Linked DNA regions of Mus musculus: region 2 is linked to region 1. Evidence: chromatin contacts called from public HiChIP or PLAC-seq data. All regions are on one chromosome and are shown on one strand. Each heading gives the region's core, a stretch centred on a gene start, on an enhancer-like site or on the middle of the called end of the contact. The rest is flanking DNA. Distances are from core to core; before and after follow the strand shown. Region 1 holds the start of Ppp1r11 (protein phosphatase 1, regulatory inhibitor subunit 11). Region 2 overlaps Gabbr1 (gamma-aminobutyric acid (GABA) B receptor, 1).

Region 1 (6,307 bases), core at 61-2,560:
AGTCCCAAAGGGAATAAGAACATCATAGGAAGACCAAATGAGTCAACTAACCCTTAGGACTCTCAGAATCTGAACTACCAAGCAAAGAGCATACATGGGCTGGACCTAGTCCTCCCCTCACATATGTAGCAGATGTGCAACTTGGTTGTCATGCGGGTCCCAAACAACTGGATCAGGGACAATCCCAAAAGCTGTTGCTTGTACATGGGACAGGTTCTTCTAGCTGGGCTGCCTTGTCTAGCCTCAGTGGGAGAGGAAGCACCTAGTGTCGCTGAGATTTGAAGTGTCAGGGTGTGGGGATAGCCAGGGGGATCCCACCCAACTCAGAGAAGGGGATGGGGATGGGGGAAGGATTGTGGGAGGGAGTACCTGGGAGAGGGGCAGTGAACAGGGTGTAAAGTGAATAATAATAATAATAAAATAATTCTTTGTTGGGTGGTGGTGGTGGCCTTTGATCCCAACACTGGAGGAGGCATAAGCAGGTAAGTTTCTGAATTTGAGGCCAGTCTGGTCTACAGAGAGAGTTCCAAAAGGGCCAAGGCTACACAAAGAAACCCTATTTGGGAAAACAAAACAAAACAAACAAACAAACAAACAAACAAACAAAAAAAAACCTTCAATGTCTGGTTAAAAGAGGTAGGCGGGCTGCCACGACAGTTTGTACAAGCTAGGAGCTTACAAATTAGAGCCCCCTCCCCCCGTTTGGACTCTCGAGCATAGTAAGCCTAAATGAAAACCATTACAAGGACAATACAAAAAAGATGCACTTATATGTATTATACATATATCTTATCTAAATCTAGTTTCTCATTGTAAGGAAACAAAAACTGGTATTTTTGGATGGATAGTGGAGAGATTTAACAAAATTTAACCAGATGAATTTGGATTTGTTACTCTGCCCCCTGCATCTAACCTTTGCATTCCTCAAACTGGGAGCTAAATGGTAATCTAGGTGTTTCAGGCTTTAATCTTAGGGCCTACTACAGTCAAAAAATTTCAGGTTTAGTGTACCTTCACTGGGATATCAACAAACAGGGAGACGGCTAGAACCCAGTGTATTTCCTGCTCCTGGAAAACCGCTCCTTGACAGAATGATAAAAAGGAATTTGGAGATAGCTCCCTGTCCCACCTAATTTTTTCACCTAAGCTTATGGATACAGCAGATAGGGTAAGGATTCTAGGCACACAGACCTCATCCTTTCAGCACAACGGCCTCGAGTTGACCAGCCAATGAACTTAAGCCTTGCCTAGCCCCACCCCCCCCACTATGACATCACTTCTGCCAACCTCAGCGTCTGCGCACTATTGCATTACGGCGGAACTATTCTGGCGACGCCTGCTTTGACCCAGGCGGTGGTGGGGAAGGGAAACTGTGTTCTGCAGGATGCGTCACAACCGGAAGTGAAAGGCCGGAAGTGGGGTTGGACAGGTTTTCCCCAGGGGTGGGGAAGCAGAGGCCGTGGAGGAGTAGGGGAGATTAAGAAGCTAGAGCATCCTGGCCTCTACTCCGAGTCTTGTACCGGTTCTCTTAGATCTCTGAGGCTCAGAAAAAGGAAAGGGTGTCTCATCCCGCTTTCTCGCTTTTCGCTTTAGCCATGGCGGAGACAGGGGCCGGGATAAGTGAGACCGTCACTGAGACAACGGTTACTGAGACAACGGTTACCGAGACAACCGAGCCAGTGAGAAAGGCGGGCAGGGGGTCTATTTAGGGGTCTGGGAGGCACTGGGAGGGGGAGGGGGGTTTGGAAAGTTGGTGGGTTTGGGATCTGGGACATCATGTGGGGTTTACTCTTATTGGGAAAATCGCAAGGAACTAAATAGAGATGCTTGGAGCCGCTCAAATGGTTCAAGTGACTGGTCAAGGATTGTTTAATCCGTAGTTACAATTAGAGTATAGGTGTTAAGGCTTGGGGTGGTGGTCTATGTACGTAATAAACGGAAACTGGGTTAAGGAGCCAGAAAGGTACTGGGAGGAAGTGAAACGCCATTTGAGAAGGCGTGGTTTTGGAGGCAAATGTACAGAACGAGTACTTACCAATAGTGCTTACCAATAGATAGTCATGGAATGGGTGCGTGTTAAAGCGGAGGAAATGAGGAAACAAGAAAATAAGGTGAAGTGTGTTTTGGCAGATCAGGGAGGAGAGAAGCAAATGAGCAAACAACTTTTGCAAAAACAAATTGCTTTCAAAGGGAGAAAGATGCGTTGGGTTTGACAATGTCTGGGTTGAAGGAGATTAGTAGTTTAGCAGTTATTACCAGAGATGCCAGAATGTTAAAGAATAAGTGGATAGGATTAGGGAGCCCTGGGCTTGAAGATGAGAGAAGAAAGAATGAAGGCTTTTTTGTAGAAGGAGGGTTTTGGATATTTGTTTTATTTTGATATGTGTGTGTGTGTGTGTGTGTGTGTAGGCCTGAAGTTAACCTCAGATGTCTGAGACATGGTCTATATTTATTTATTTATTTATTTACTTATGATACAGAGTCATTGTGCCTGGAGCTGGCCAAATAGGCTAGTCTGGCTAGCAAGAGATCTGCCTTTTTGCACCACCACCACCACCACATTTGACTTTTTGTTGTTGTTTTTGTTCCCGTGGATACAAGGGATCAAACTCAGGTCTTCATGCTTGCACCAAAAGAGCTTTACCAACAGAGATGTCTCCCCATCCCTGCTTTATTTTATTTTATTTTTTTCTGAGAAAATAGCTATACCATGTTGCAGAGGCCATTTCAGTCTCCCAAGTGCTGAGATTACATACCTCAGTCTCTTTAGAACATGAATAAGAGGTGTGAAGAAGAAAGTGAGATCAAAGGCCAGTCACAGGAAAGGGAGAAAATAACATTCATATATTAATGCCACCAAGGGTGATAGCGTTGGTTGTATCTTAGTTTGCCAATTTGCTGGCACCTTCCCTAGTTTAAGAATTGCCTTCTTTGCATACTATTGGTTATCAAGAACAGGGATTCATACTCTCCACAAACAGGCTGTCCTGCCTCTCCAGGGGCATGATGTGTGTTACTGACTGAGCCAGGGAAGAGAAAAAAGGAGGTTCCATAGGAAACAGGAAAAATCAAGAGGAAGTGAGTCAGATGGGCCCACACCTCTTTTAACTTTTCAGGAGAATCAGAGCCTAACTATGAAACTTCGGAAACGCAAGCCAGAGAAGAAGGTGGAGTGGTCCAGTGACACTGTGGACAATGAGCATATGGGGCGACGCTCGTCGAAATGTGAGTGTGGGTGGCCCAGTGTCCCTGGCCACCATCTCACTGTTGCTTTATAGCTCTATCGAGTTCTTGGTTGGAAAGAAAAATAGGTGGGAATAAAACTATGCGGTACCAACTGCCTGGAGTTAGGGGTGGGGGCGGGGGCAAGCCATGGCAGAATGGGAGTCAGGTTTTTCCGACTCTCTCTTGAATTCCTGGGGGAAGAGGCTAAGGCAGCTGGATTCCAGAAAAGTAGGGAGAGGTTTTCACACAGATCTGGTGGAAATGAAACTGACTGAACACTGCTCTTCATCCTTCTTAGCTGGCTTTCTCTCTCTCCATTCAGGCTGCTGTATTTATGAGAAGCCTCGGGCCTTTGGCGAGAGCTCCACCGAGAGTGATGAGGATGAAGAAGAAGGCTGTAGTCATAAGCACTGTGTACGGGGTCACCGCAAAGGACGGCGTCCTACAACCCCAGCACCCACCCCAACCACTCCTCCACAGCCTCCTGATCCCTCTAAGCCCCCTCCAGGACCTATGCAGCACTAAATCCCTCTCACCATTCATGTGTCTGCCTGCCCCAAATATATCCATCTGACATGGGGACTCCACCCATTGCCTCCGTTCTCCTGCCCCCTTCTTCCGTCTCCTGAGTGATAGAGAAGAGGAAGAGGAGGGTGGATACAGATCCTGGAATTCTGACTTGCTGCTGTTCCAGAACCCAGGCTTCTGGGTTCTCCCAGCCCCTGCTTCCCTACAGTTTGCTCCCATGCCTGGGATCCAGGCATCTTGGTCCCAGTCTATCCCTTTTGTTCTCACTGCCAAACTACCTGTCCTGGGATCCAGTATCTTGGCCACCTGCACCCTCAGCTTGAGTCCCAAGCACTTCAACTGGGTTTTCAACGGTCCCAGCTTTCACTGCCAGGGCTCCAATCAGATGCCAGGCAATCTTGCACCCCAGTTCTGCGTATTAATCCTGGCTTATGGTTCTTCTACTGATGCAGTTTTCCTAAATCTTAGTTCTTGCCTGTGGGATGTAAGGTTGTGTGGAGACTATAGGGTTCCCTGGCCCTTCTGCTCCTCTTACCCCTTATGGCTCTCCAAAGGAGTTAGGAGAGGTCTTTGTCATTCACACCTAATGGAAAGTGGAACCAAAAAAAAAAAAAAAATAGCCATGTCCTGAATATAACATTTCTGACAAAGCTGGCTGAGACCACTGACTTAGAGCCAATGATTTTCTCAGCCTTTAATCTTTGAGCTTCAGCATTGGTGTCCTAGGGGCCTGGGTCCCTAAAAGGAAAGAGGGAGAAAGCAAAGAGATGAGGGGACAGGCCCCTGCAGTATGCTCCTACCCTTTCCTGCCTAGGCTTTGGTGTCTGCCAACCCAGGTGTCTTGCTCTCTCAGCCCTCCCCGGCTGGTGCTAGGATCTGGGTACTGCCCTCCAGGCCTCTGGCTGTGCACAGTACAGAAATCAGCAAAACCCATGGCACCACTTAGATCTCATTTATTGCCACAGATGCACAAAATAAATAACCCAACATTGCACAGTGTGTTAAATACAGGCCCATTTATACACAAGGGAAGGATGGGAGACTATACAGAATGTTTGGGGTGCCTGAGTTGCTCCCGGGTTGAGGAAGGAGGTAGCACCATTAGTTCTTTTATGTGCAAGATAAAGTTCCAAGAGGGTGTTCAATGGGAAAAGGCCACGAGCAGAGGAAACAGTCATAAATGAAAGGTTGAGTATAGACTGGCTTGCATACATATCCTAGAATTTATGTTCTAGGCTTCAGGTTTGAGCTGCGCGGCTTAGGTTATGAGTTAAATGTCTTAGGAAGACTTTTTTTTTTCCTCTGAGAATCCTCAGAGTGGACATGAGCAGGAAGCTGCAGACTTCCTGCTGTGCATCATGCCCTGAGCCTTTTGGGATTGGAGGTAAATTAGGACTGTTTCCCAACACTGGTGGTACAAACAGAGCCTCTTTCTCTAGCCTGGCCTAGAATGGTACGGAAAGAGGACTCAAGAAAAAGGTCTTAGGTCATGGAGACTCGGGACTAGACTGGCTTAAAGGCACGAATGTACAAGCCAGTTGAGGTTTTGATTTGGGAGAATGTGAGTGGACAAAGGGTGCTTATTAATACTCCTGTTCCGATAGGTGTTACAGACAAGGTCACTGAAACAGGTGGGGATTTGTGCAAGGGACAGAAGTAGCCTCGAGGCCATCTGGACTACTGCGGTAGGGTAGGAGCTAGAGACCTGAGGCTCAGGCTTCTCCAGGCAAGATACGCAGCGGGGTACGCGGGTCACAAGTGCAGAGCAGGGGGAAGACACGCTCCCCGAGCGGGCCCGGCGCCTGGAAGGCGAAGAGCAAGTCCAATGAGCGGCCGTCATAGAAGGCCACACGACCCCGCTCCCAGTCCAAGTCCACGCGAATGCGCTGCGGCGGGGGCCTGGCACCACCTAGCAGGGTGGGCTCTGGAGCCGTGAGCGCCCACAAGCGGCCGCCGCGGCCCTCCACGGCCCATATAGCCTCCGATGGGCACAGCTTGATGAGGCCCTTGCGGGTCACGGACTCCCCGGCAGCGCCCACGGCGTAGCAGCTCTCTCCCGCGTTCTCATCCTGAGCTGTAGAGTCTCTGAAGGACGCGCCTTCCGCGGTCTCCACCTCCCAGCAGTGGCGGCCTGACGCGAAGCCCTGCGCACCCAGCACCGCCGGGAGCTGATCAAAGCGCGCGGGGCTGTCCAGCGGCGCAGGCGTTCCGGGTGGAGCCAGACTCACGCCGCGGTAGTCAGAGGAGATGAGCAGATCACGGTGTGCTGTGCGAGGGTCGAGCGTCAGGTCAGCTGCAGAAGAGGGGAGAGGGGGAACAACACATGGTACGTTTTTTAAGTCTAGAGAGAAGGGTGAAGAAGAGCAGAGGTGCTTGAGTCCTCTCGCAGTTCCCCTAGCGACCAGGGCGACCAGGATGGGAAGACACTAAGGCACAGAGCCGCTTTGTGCTCTGATCCACCACTTTTGTGGAACTGGACTTGGACAAAGACTATGCTGGTCAAGGAACCCAGCATGGAGACCTGAGGGGAGGCTGGTGTGTGGTGTTGGTGGAA
Region 2 (5,639 bases), core at 1,500-3,999, 110 kb before region 1:
GATGATCTGAGTTCAACTCCCAGGACCCACAGGGTGGTAGGAGAGGCCTCTTTTGAGTTGTCCCCTGACCTCCACATGTACACAAACAAATGTACAAAACGTGAGGGGAAAACAAAACAAAACAAAAAAAGCCCCAAAGAGCCAATAAAAACAGCATGAAATTCTATCTTCTGCCCTGCAATTAGGCAGCTACTGTTCTGATAGGGACCTGAAGACCCTGGTTCTAACATATCAAGGTTGGATGACAGCTTCCATTTCTCTCAGCTTCTGTTGCCTTTAAGTCCCACCCACTGAAGCAGAGCACTATTAAAAAAGAAGGTAACCCCTGGCCTGCTCCAGCTTCACCCACTCACCTCTCCTCCCTTCTTGGGGGCTATGCTCACTCCCAATCCCTGCCCTAACCCCACCTTCCATTTCCACCTAAAAGCACCTTTCCTCATTCAGATGTCTGACAATGACTATTCGAAAGCACCGAAGAAGAACTCACCGATCCACTTGTCTGTTTTGGACCAGGAAAGATCATCCTTGGTGCTGTCGTAGTAGCCGATCTTCTTGTAGCTGCCGCCTGAGCAGAGGACAGGAGTTGCCGTGGGTAAGGAGAAGACATTCTCAAGCTTCCATTACCCTCAAGGTTGCTCTCCGTGGTTGCATATAATAGTATATAATAAGCAACTCAAGGATGCTGTAAGGACCCAAGTCACCTGGGTAGGCAACCTAAATCCACAGCAACACAAGGTGATTCCCAAGGCAGTAAGTATACATGAATAAGCAGTGCATGTGTATGGATAAATAAATATGTATGTGTGTATATATGAATAAGTAATATAACCCTTAAGCATGTGAGGCTCCACAGTGGAAGGCACCGTGGCGCGTCTACCACATCTTCTACTGCCTCACACCTCTCCCAGCAACACGTCTCTCGCTTCCAAAGCTTTAAACAATTTCTGCCTGTTCTCCCTCTTATGATGGACAGATTGCAGGATCCGCCCCCCCCACCCCCACCCCCTGTGGCTTTAATTTTAGAACCCTCTCTCCCTTTGGCTTGGGTTCTAATGCCTTGGAGAAGATACATCTGCCTCTTAAAGTACAAGGCAGTAAAAGGCAGTCACTCCTAAGGTGTCTCTTTGCAGAATGGCCACAGTTAATACAACTTTCCTTCCAAACGCCATCTCACACCCACTTCGCCCTGGCTGAAGTCCAGCCTCACTTGTCCCATATACAAAGAGAGCTGAGAGGATTTGGTGGCAGACGTTGGTGGGGGGAGGGAGGGAGGGAGAAAGAAACTTTTCCCAGAGGCTAAGAAATGGGTCTCTTGGCCACACCCACAAGAGGCTAAGTCAGGTGGAACGGAAGGATTAACTCACAGTAGGTCTGCAGACTCCTCAGAACTAAGTTACAGGGAACGCTATCTAGAAAGGCCAGTAGGACTGGAATGCTGTTCTCACATAGCAAGGAACTGAGTGAATTCCTTTTAAAAGAAGCCAGCTTTCCTTGATCTTTTTGGACACACTTTTTGGACAGCTCTTCACCTTTCAACCCAGCCTCAGGCAGGCAACTTCTGGGACTAAAACTAAAGCCACTGGGAAGAAAGAACAGCTGCTTTTTTTTTTTTTTTAACCTGTATGCCCCTTTGAAAGAACAGAATCACTGCAAAGATCCTACCCATGTTCTTTTTATCAGTATTTAAAAGCCTGACGAACACAATGCAATGTAGGCAAAATGTACCTGGCAATCTGTGGAGGCTGATCAATGTTCTTCCAAGAGAGCCCTCAGCCCAGTCCCTGCCCAGCCCTGCCTGCCCCTCCCTGAGCCCCCTCACACCCGGGCTCACCCTGTAGCTGCTCGATAAGCGTCCATGCCATCCGGGAGCCGCTGGCATCAAAGACCACGTGGCCCTGAGGAGAAACATGTGGAGGAAGGCAGAGGGGATAAAAGCAGGAGGAAAAGAGAACATCAGGGACTCCGAAACCTTCTGTTTTTGATGTAATTGAGCTTCTGAATGAAGGCTATTTATGGCATCCGTCCGCTGCATGTAGGACACACCCCAGATGCACATACCCTAGATTCTGGAAACAGTATTCTTTGGAGAAGAAGCTTCCTTCATCTTAAGATCTGAATTAGAGAGTCCCCCCGAGAGAGGATCAGGAGCAATCACCAAACCCTACTGGGCACTAATTTCCTTACTTTAAAAGGAATGAGGAGATGAATTCTCAAGTCGTTCTCTTTTTTTAAACTGTAAACACCTTGACCAGCTTGAAAAGCACTAGAATAGAGCAATTCTTTTCACTGCCATATTTTGTATGGCTTTCTGGTTTGGGGGGGTCCCACCTCCATAGTCTAAGACGGCTTTACTGATTCTGACAGAAAGATAACTGAGAAAATGTATCTAGGGACCTTCCAGGCATCTCCCTTTTCATGGGGTGCACAACAGAAGCTGCTGTAACTCACAGAAACACCCTCAAAGGAGGAGGAGTTCATGGCCCGGTAGATTTGGTCTGTAATGGTCTGGTTGTTGTAGTTAAAGTCCTCCAGGCGCACTCCTGAACGGCCACCTCCTCCAGAGGTCTTGTTCAAGGCCAAAGCCAAGGCCCAGATAGCATCATAGGCCAGTGGTGCCTCCTGGAAGCCTCCAGTCTCCTCAGGGTGTCTTTTCAGCCGCTTGGTTAGTTTCTCCACAAATTCCTGTGATGTCTGGAGGGAAGAACAAGAGGAGAGAGCATTGAAATGTGCGTGGGCGCAGGGGGAGAGGCCTCAGTTCTGGCTCAGACACTGTGACTCGAGCGGATGGTTTGTGTTCGTGTTGTGGGGTAGACCATATGTACAGACAAAATCGTTAGCTATACCCATGTGTCTATCTTGGGTTGGAAGCTACAAGACTAAAAGCGGGGATTAGCTGAGTCCAATGGTCTTAAGAGTGTACAGCTGCTAGCTCAGAACTACAAACAACAGAGAAATCTGATGAATAAACACTCTGGGAAATGAATGGCAAACGAGCGAAGCAAAGACCCAGCCAAGGAAGAGATGGATATTGCAGGCAGCTGGCATTCTCCCAACCCTCAGGCTCTTACAGCAGAGGTGACCCAGGAGCTAACAACTCCTCCAATTTTGAAAGATCCAGAAAAGGCGACACCACAGCCTTTTGCACTCTGCCTGCGAACCAGGAGGATTGTTCTTTAGGGAGCTAACTTCTCGCTAGTCTGATATGACTTCTGTTGGCTGCCTCCTTGGACTGGCGACAGCCACAGGAAGCAGTCTTCACATGGTACAGGTCCAGATTCAGTCCTATTCACACCCCTTTTTGCACTCAACCTTTTTTCTAAGGAACCTAAAAAGAACGGCAATCCCTTTAACTTTCATGGATGAAGAGAACTGGCCGTATAGCTTACAATAGCTCTGCTTGGCTTTCTTACTTATGGGTGAATGAATTCCTGAACCTCTCAGAATTGCCTTCCACATAACAGAGAACATCATACCTTCCCTTCCTGACCAGATAGGAAAACATTTAAATTTGTCTTGGCAGAGCACTTGTATGACACAGAGTCACTGCACAGATAATTGGTCGGGTTTAGAACGTTCACAGGCACACTCTAACAAAGCAGAGATGATACACGAATGAAGAATCTTTGTTCCTGGCCAGTGAGATGATTCAGCATGTAAAAGCACCTACTTACTGCCAAGCCTGAGTTGGATTTCTGGTACACACATAGTGGAGGGAGAGAACCAACACCCAAAGGTTAACTTCTGACCTTCACATATGCACCTTGGTGTGAACACATACATAAAATAAATGGATAAAATGAAATTTTAAAAAATCTTTAAACCTTGTTCCCATGCCCTAAAGACATTTATTTTTCTGTCTAATTTTCTAGAAATAGCTTGGGCCTTGAAACACAAAGGTCTGGGCTCAACTACACTAGAACAGAAAGAAGCTCCATTCCTCTCTTGAGGACTGGTACCTATCGTTGAGCACAGCTCAAAGTGGACATACTATAAATGCCCCTGGAAATCTGTAATTCACATGGCACTGCAAAGGTAGACACACGCCACGTGTACCCCTGGAATGCAAAACTCTAACAGCTGGTCCTAATATAAGCCACAAGCTTTGAGTGACAACAGCTGGTTGATAAAGATCATCAACATTCACAAGTATACTCCTGTGGCGGTGTAACCTGATAATGGAGAAGGTGTGCATGGGGAAGTATGGGAACTCCGGGCCTTCTTTTCAATTTTTCTGTGAACCTAAAACAATAACATCTCCAAGTAAAAAGAAAGTCTGGTTGGATAAGTAGATGAATGGGTTCTAACTCTAATTAAACCACTTACCTACTAAGAAATCTCAAGCAAGTTATTAAATCTCACTAAACTGAGTATTCAGCTTGAAAATGGGAATAATACTGTGTTAAAGTGCTCCAGCAAGGATTAAGTAAGAACACATAAAACACTGCGTATGAAGTATATTACATTCTCTCTCTACGAGTCTCCCTGGTTGCACCCTTGTCTTTGTTCCCAATGCTCAGGCCTGTAATTCTGACCCCAAACCTTACATCTTGTAGGTCCCATTTACTCAAACACATTGTGGCTATATATGACCACTGATCTCAAATTCAATGGAAGAACAGTAGCAGCATAACCAAGCTACTTATGAAGCTAAAGGGGGTGTGGGGGTGTGAGTCTGAGTCTGTAGGTTCAAGATCAACCTGGTCAAGACAGTAAGACCAAACTCAGAGAGAAGGGTTGGGGTGGGGGTAGTCCATAATGGTGCACACCTATAATCTCAAACCCAGGAGGTAGACAAAAACAATAAATAGAATTTCAAATTTGAGACAATTATGGTGTACATAGCTAAGCTCAAGGCTAACCAAAGCTACATAGTAAGACTCTCATCTCAAAACAAAACAAAACAAAACAGAAAGGCAGGTAGGTTGGAGATAGTTCAATGGTCCAGAGTGCAGAAGCTACTGTAAAGAGCCCTTGAAACTCCAGTTCCATGGGATCCGATATCTCTCACCTCCACTGGCACCTCCATATACATAGTTGCACATGCTTAAAAATACGTGAAATGAAAACCAAGACAAAAAAGAAAAAAAACCACAAAAGACACAAAACTTAGCTCACTTTTTTTTCTCATACTCCCAGTGTCCAGTGAATAAGACTCCAAGTAAATACATATCAAATCAGGAAATCCTCTTAAGCTGTTTGTTCTAATGTTTCATTAATACCATCCCTCTATACAGGAGGAGAGAAAAGAGGTTGATGGTGGTGGTGGTGGTGGTGGTGGTGGTGGTGGTGGTGATACTGGGGTGGTGGTGGTAGGGGTCATGGTGACAGCTACATTTAAATTGTCCTTACTTTGTGCGAGGCACACAGATCAGTGTGTTTAATCCTCAGACATTTCAGCGAATGTGCTTTGTTATGATCTCTATGTTAGAGATGAGGAAACAAGGACACAGGGTCCTGTAACTACCAGCAGCCAGTGGTGATGCTGGGATTCCAGCCCAGGGTGTCTGGCATCCATCATTGTGCTTACTGTGCACTGCCCTGAGCTGCTTCTGTCCTGGAAGCTCTCAGACAGCAGCGAGCTAACACTTTCTGAGCAGTCAGGCCTTCAGCGTTCAGGTCTAGCCAATCCTCAGTTCAAA

Evidence for each region. HiChIP or PLAC-seq counts read pairs in DNA pulled down with a chosen protein or histone mark.
Region 2: a contact with region 1 is called in an H3K4me3 HiChIP or PLAC-seq map of forebrain, with 3 times the contacts expected there. The contact joins the enhancer-like site here to the promoter of Ppp1r11 in region 1. A contact is called at or near these places in 16 of 39 promoter capture datasets (3T3-L1-derived adipocytes, the HPC-7 cell line, cranial neural crest and 10 more), 1 of 15 datasets of contacts at CTCF or cohesin (embryonic stem cells), 25 of 484 Hi-C or Micro-C datasets (CD4 T cells, brain, cerebral cortex and 11 more), 29 of 115 datasets of contacts at active chromatin or transcription factors (PVALB interneurons, VIP interneurons, astrocytes and 18 more) and 4 of 9 other capture datasets (adipose tissue, embryonic stem cells, liver and 1 more).

Annotation. Positions count from the first base shown.
Region 1 is chr17:36,946,795-36,953,101 of GRCm38.p6, reverse strand. Ppp1r11 (protein phosphatase 1, regulatory inhibitor subunit 11) reads left to right here and starts at 1,310. Exons shown (of 3, transcript NM_029632.3): 1 at 1,310-1,679; 2 at 3,117-3,225; 3 at 3,548-4,747. The coding sequence starts at 1,596. The coding sequence ends at 3,750. It overlaps Rnf39 (ring finger protein 39), which reads right to left. Exons shown (of 4, transcript NM_001099632.1): 4 at 5,116-6,046. The coding sequence ends at 5,466. It overlaps Gm33595 (a long non-coding RNA gene), which reads left to right and starts at 6,020. Exons shown (of 2, transcript XR_385575.3): 1 at 6,020-6,307.
Region 2 is chr17:37,059,586-37,065,224 of GRCm38.p6, reverse strand. Gabbr1 (gamma-aminobutyric acid (GABA) B receptor, 1) reads right to left here. Exons shown (of 23, transcript NM_019439.3): 12 at 2,449-2,691; 13 at 1,832-1,895; 14 at 488-565. Among named protein-coding and RNA genes, the nearest start is that of Gabbr1, 16 kb to the right of the region's middle. Within about 2 kb of position 2,749, at least 50 of the 459 cell types and tissues checked have an H3K27ac peak or open chromatin away from gene starts, as enhancers often do. A contact at or near this core is called in PVALB interneurons, VIP interneurons, brain and 5 more, where this site is marked.